Linked DNA regions of Rattus norvegicus: region 1 is linked to region 2. Evidence: chromatin contacts called from public Hi-C data. All regions are on one chromosome and are shown on one strand. The core of a region is the stretch at or near the end of the contact, and the rest is flanking DNA. Distances in the headings are between cores, read along the strand shown. Region 1 has its middle 24 kb from the start of Meioc. Region 2 holds the start of Fzd2 (frizzled class receptor 2).

The links. Hi-C and Micro-C count contacts between places; a contact is called where the count stands out from the background.
Region 1: a contact with region 2 is called in a Hi-C map of Schwann cells, with 1.8 times the contacts expected there. The contact joins the enhancer-like site here to the promoter of Fzd2 in region 2. A contact is called at or near these places in 3 of 12 Hi-C or Micro-C datasets (the A7r5 cell line, the Rat2 cell line and Schwann cells).

The regions. Positions count from the first base shown.
Region 1 is chr10:88,103,447-88,106,146 of GRCr8, reverse strand. No RefSeq gene overlaps it. Among named protein-coding and RNA genes, the nearest start is that of Meioc, 24 kb to the left of the region's middle. Within about 2 kb of position 1,331, at least 18 of the 93 cell types and tissues checked have an H3K27ac peak or open chromatin away from gene starts, as enhancers often do. A contact at or near this core is called in the A7r5 cell line and Schwann cells, where this site is marked.
Region 2 is chr10:88,060,559-88,063,299 of GRCr8, reverse strand. It overlaps Fzd2 (frizzled class receptor 2), which reads right to left and starts at 1,312. Exons shown (of 1, transcript NM_172035.2): 1 at 1-1,312. The coding sequence starts at 1,235.

The sequences.
Region 1 (2,700 bases), core at 82-2,581, 43 kb before region 2:
CATTGGTGTGTGTAGGTTTCCGGGGTGATGTGTGCTGGAGAGCATATCCTGAATGAGTGGGTGAGGCCACTTGGGGTGACGGTGTTTTGGGGTGTCTGGAATGGAGACTGAAGGCTCATAGGCAAGCTGAAGATTTTGGAATAGGCCGTGGATATGAGAGCATGGGCTGATTCCAATCTCGCCCTCTGCCCAGAGGTTACTTCTCCTCTAGTCCAAATCCAGAGGTGTTCAAATCTGGGGGCAACCAGGTCTTTTTCCTACTCATACATACAGCAGTCTGATCTCCCTTTGGGGGCCAACGTGACTACCTTCTGCTCAGACACTCTAGGTAACAACAGCAAACAGCTGTAGGACCTGGGATGTAGCACCCTTGGCTGAGGGCTTCCTAGCACACGGAAAGCTCTGGAATGGGTCCTCGGCACAGTGTGGGTAGGGTATGAGGGGCACACACCAGTAATCTCAGCATCTGGGAGAAGACAGAAGGATCGGGAATTCAGGGTCACCCTTAGTTACATAATGCGCTTGAGGAGCTCCTAGGTTATATGAGACCCTGCCTCCAAACAGCAACAAAAAATTAGTTTCATAGTTATACACATATGTATGCATGCATAAGAAATGTCACAAAGGGCTGGAGAGACGGCTCAGTGGTCAAGAGCACTGACTGCTCTTCCAAGAGGTCCTGAGTTCAGCTCCCAGCAACCACATGGTGGCTCACAACCATCTGTAATGGGATCCGATGCCGTCTTCTGGTGTGTCTGAAGACAACTACAGTGTACTCGTATACATTAAATTAATTAATAATTAATTAATTAGGGGTTGGGGGTTTAGCTCAGTGGTAGAGCACTTGCTTAGCAAGCGCAAGGCCCTGGGTTCGGTCCCCAGCTCCGGAAAAAAAAATTAATTAATTAATTATTCTTTGCACCAGGGAGGCAGAGGCAGGCAGACCTCCATGAGTTCAAGACCAGCCTGGACTACAGAGCAAGCTCTAGGACAGCCAGAGCCCAAAGAAACTTTGTCTCAAAAAGCAAAACCAAAAACAGACAGGAAAAAACTTAAAAATGTTTCTTTTATGTACGTGTACCTGTGTGTGCCCGTGTGCAGCATCCAAGCAGGACCTCAGAGGCCAGAAAGCATCGGATCTCCCTAGAGCTAGAGGTGCGGGCAGCTGATTGGAAGCCTCTCAGTCATGGGTGCTGGGAACTGAACTGAGTCCTCTGAAAGAGCAGTGAGCGCTCTTGGCTGCCGAGCCATCTCCCCAGCCACGGCTCGTCCCTTTAAAATGCACGTACAGTGTTTTCTAAGAGTCTATGAACATGCTTAAGACCTGCGTCAGCGTCACCTCAGTCTGTTCTTTGCCACGCAGACTCAGCCCTTTGTCCTCAGCGCTCCTCCCGCCTTCCTGCTTAATCTTCCAAGAATCCAGGACCTAAATGGTATAACAATTGCCTCATATTTCAGCATTTTCCGTCTCTGTTCCCTCTTTTTGCCAGTGTTCCCCCTTAGGTTAAACCATATAGGAGGTCATGGAGATTTAGGACTACGAGACCTCCATAGACTGTAAGGTCAAGGGGCGACCTATGAGAATCCAGGCCCCATGAGGCTGTGGGCAAGACCGGCCTAGGGAGCGGCAACACTTGACAGATAACATTGTTAGACTGTGACTCACTCCTGTGGCAGTCTGGAAGCTCAACCCTCAGCTTTCAGAGCCTTCAAAGGACTGCACATGACCCTCTTCAGCACTGCTGGCAAGCCCGAGTTCAGACCTCTTAATTCCTGAGGCCGACTGCTCTGTGTCCCTTTACCCCATATGGAGAGCCCCACACTTTAGCAGTTTATGTATTGGAGTTGGGTGTGGTAGTGTCCCCTGTAATCTCAGCACTCAGGAGGCTGATGCAGGAGAATTAGGACTTCAAAGACAGCCTATACTATGAAGTCTTGTATAAGTAAATAAACAAATATGTACTTTTTATATATTATATATTTATATATGTGTGTGTGCGTGCGTGCATGTGTGCGTGTGTGTGTGTGTGTGTGTGTGTGTGTGTGTGTGTGTGTGTGTGTGTGTGTTGGGAACCTGAAAGGAGAAAGAACCCTGTGCTCTTGAGGGAGAAGAGGGAGCCATTCTCATCAAACCAGAGAGATTTGGCCCCTGAGATTTGCTTCATCGTGGGGACCCTAAGTCAGGCTATGGAGCTAGAATCAAGCAGGATTCCCTAGGGGTCACAGTTCCATTCTCCCATTCTTGAGCCAGGACCTGACTGGAGCTATTGAGGTATCCCAGAACTCCCTCTGTGAGGGGAGACACGGCTCAGTCTTTGAGAACTCCCCATCTGGTAGAGGAATTTAAGCTAAAACAATAAGGAAGTTTTTAACAAAGCAGTATTGTTTCCAGTTGCGACTGCTACAAAGACAGACATTACAGAGGGTGGATGGCATTGTGGCAAGACTCTTCAGAAGCGCATGCTGAACGGCTCTGAATCACAGAGGGTCCCACAGCGCTTCAAACACTCTTTTCTAGGGTTGGGGTATAACTTGGTAATAGAACGCTTGCCTAGCAATCTGAGGCCCTGAATTCCACGTTATCACCTGGGGAAATCTTCCATATAACATTTTTGAGAACCATCACAGGCATATGGGTCATATAGGAAGCCAAGGGTCAATGCTGGGCTGATTAGGAAATGCTGTTACTGGCTTAGGTGT
Region 2 (2,741 bases), core at 63-2,562:
TTGAGGCCCACGAAGCACACGCCGCTCAGCAGGTCGCCGTCGATCTGGCCCATGGCCAGGATGGTGATGGTTTTGACGGCCGGCACCGCCCAGGCGGCCAGGTGGAAGTACTGCGAATTGGCCTCGATGGCCTCGTGGCCCCACTTCATACCGGCTGCCAGGAACCAGGTGAGGGACAGAATCACCCACCAGATGGAGCTGGCCATACTGAAGAAGTACAGCATCATGAAGAGTATAGTACAGCCTTCTTTCTTAGTGCCCTGCACCACCGTGCGATAACCGTCCTCAGAGAAGCGCTCGTTGCACACCACGCGCTCCTGGAGCACGAAGCCCGCAATGTAGGCCACTGACACCATGGTGTAGCAACCGGACAGGAAGATGATGGGCCGCTCTGGGTAGCGGAATCGCTGCATGTCCACTAAATAGGTGGTGACCGTGAAGAAAGTAGAAGCGCAGCACAGCACCGACCATGTGAGGATCCAGAGACGGGCAAAACGAGTCTCCTCCTGCGAGAAGAACATGGAGCCGTCGGGCCGTGCAGGCTCGCAGGGCGCGGCACAATCGCGCTCACCCAGAAACTTATAGCTGAGATAGGACGGCACCTTGAGGACGCGGGGACAGTGGAAAGGGTGCTCCAGAGTGGCGTAGCGCGGGGGCGCGCCACCACCGCCAGGGCCGCCCGGGGTGCCACCAGCGCCAGGCTGCAGCCCAGACGGTGGCGCGGTGGTGAGTAGCGCAGGAGTTCCGTCCTCGGAGTGGTTCTGGCCCACGCAGATCTGCTCCGCGCCGTGACGCGGGAAATGCTCGCAGCGGAGGCGCTCGGGCCACTGGAAGCCGAACTTGTTCATGAGCGCCTCGCAGCCTTGGCGCGCGCGCTCGCAGATGGAGCGGCACGGCGGGATGGCCTGCTCCAGCACCGTGCACACCGGAGCGTACATGGAGCACAGGAAGAAGCGCAGCTCGGGCGAGCACTGCACCTTCACCAGCGGGTAGAATTGATGCACCTCCAGGCCCGCGTCCTCTTGGTTCGTGTGCCCAAGAAGGTTGGGCATGATGGTCTGGTTGTAGGCGATGTCCGTGCACAGCGGGATGGAGATGGGCTGGCAGAAGCCGTGGTCCGGGATGGAGATGCCCTTCTCCCCGTGGAACTGAGCCGGCCCGGCAGCCGGCAGCAGCAGCAGTGGCAGCAGCAGGCGGGGCAGGGCGCTGCGGGGCAGGGCGCTGCGGGCCCGCATGCTGGCCGCCGCCCCCCACTCGGCTCCTGGGCGCCCCCCAGCCCCCGCCCCCAACCCAGAGACCGCGCGCCTTCCCCGCTGCCGCCTAGCTGCCCGGCCGCCTCCCGCGCCTCCTTGCAAACTTTGCTCCGGGCCGCAGAGTTGGGGAGGCCGGGCGGGGGAGGGGGCGGCGCACCCGCCTGCTGGCTCGCCGAGATCGGACTGAGTGGTCGGAGACGCCGCGCACCGCTGCCCTAGCTCCTCTTCCTCCTCTAGCCTCTGGGCTTCCCCTCTCCCCACCCTCCTCCACCCAGCGACTCCTTTGTGCCTCCTTCAGCCCTCACCTCGGCCTCTCCGATCCCAATTAGTCGGTTTCAAGGGGGCCCCCGCTGACGGCCCCGCCCTCTCCTCAGCCCCCCTCAAAAGGGATCCTTGAAACCGCCCCATCGAGCTTTGCACCATCCCAAAATGTGCTCTCGGCCAATCAGATTTGAACTGGAGGACCAGCCCCGAGGGCTGGATTGGTCGACCACAACATAATGAGATCAGAAACCAGATGCCAAGAAAACTCTACACCCCCTCCTTCTGCTTTTTTAAAGAGACAAGCTATTATTATATTAGGAGCTGTTTGCTCAGGCCGTGATTTCTTCGGAGTCGTCCGGGCAAGATCCGGAGACACGTTTTCTAAAAGTGGCGTCCGACCCAGGCAACTCAAACCTGATCTGTGACCCTGGAGCCCAAGCCCTCTGAGGTACACGGCTCTTTACTCCTGCCCCTGCCCCTGCCCCTGCTCACCGCCCCCTCCCCACTTTTCAGTACCATTTATAAAACCAAGTTAAAAAATCCCGTTTAAAATATATACATATATATATACACAGAAATGTGTACGTGTTGTTAAAGCACGTAAGCGAATAGCTTGCAAAGACGTCTCCCAACCCTTCTCAGAGAGTCGAGGTAAAAGTGTCACTTCGCCCTAAACAAGGACTCCTAGAAGTTTTCCTCGCCCCTCCCCCTACACACACCCTAAAGTAACCCTCTGAAAAATGAGAGCCTGTCTCTTTAAGAGGCTCTTAAAGGGGCCGGGACTCCGGGGTGTAATTGCCCCATAGCGAGCACAAAGGAGCCCATTATGGTTCTTTGTGTTTAGTGGCACCTCAAAGTGAGAAAATTCAGGAACTCAGAGGCCAGGCTGCAGGGCTGGGGCGGGGGTTGGGGGGTGAGGTGAAGGAGAAAGGCCTGGAACTGAGGTTTCAATCCACCCCCTTTCCGAGGAAAATCTTAATTATGCAAAGTAAAGTTTAGTTGCCATAAGGAGGAGGTCTTAATCGAAAGTTAATGGCGGGGGGGGGGGTGATGGGCAGTTTTGAGTAAAGAAACGACTCTCTTAGGTCTGACGAATGTTTTGGGGAATTTGCCTTCTCCCTCCCCATCCCTGCTCCGCCTCCTAAAAGCTTCCAGATTTGATCTCCTGGGAGAAAAGGGAGTTTTACCCAAACTTTAAGTGATTCCACACCAGAAAGATGGTGT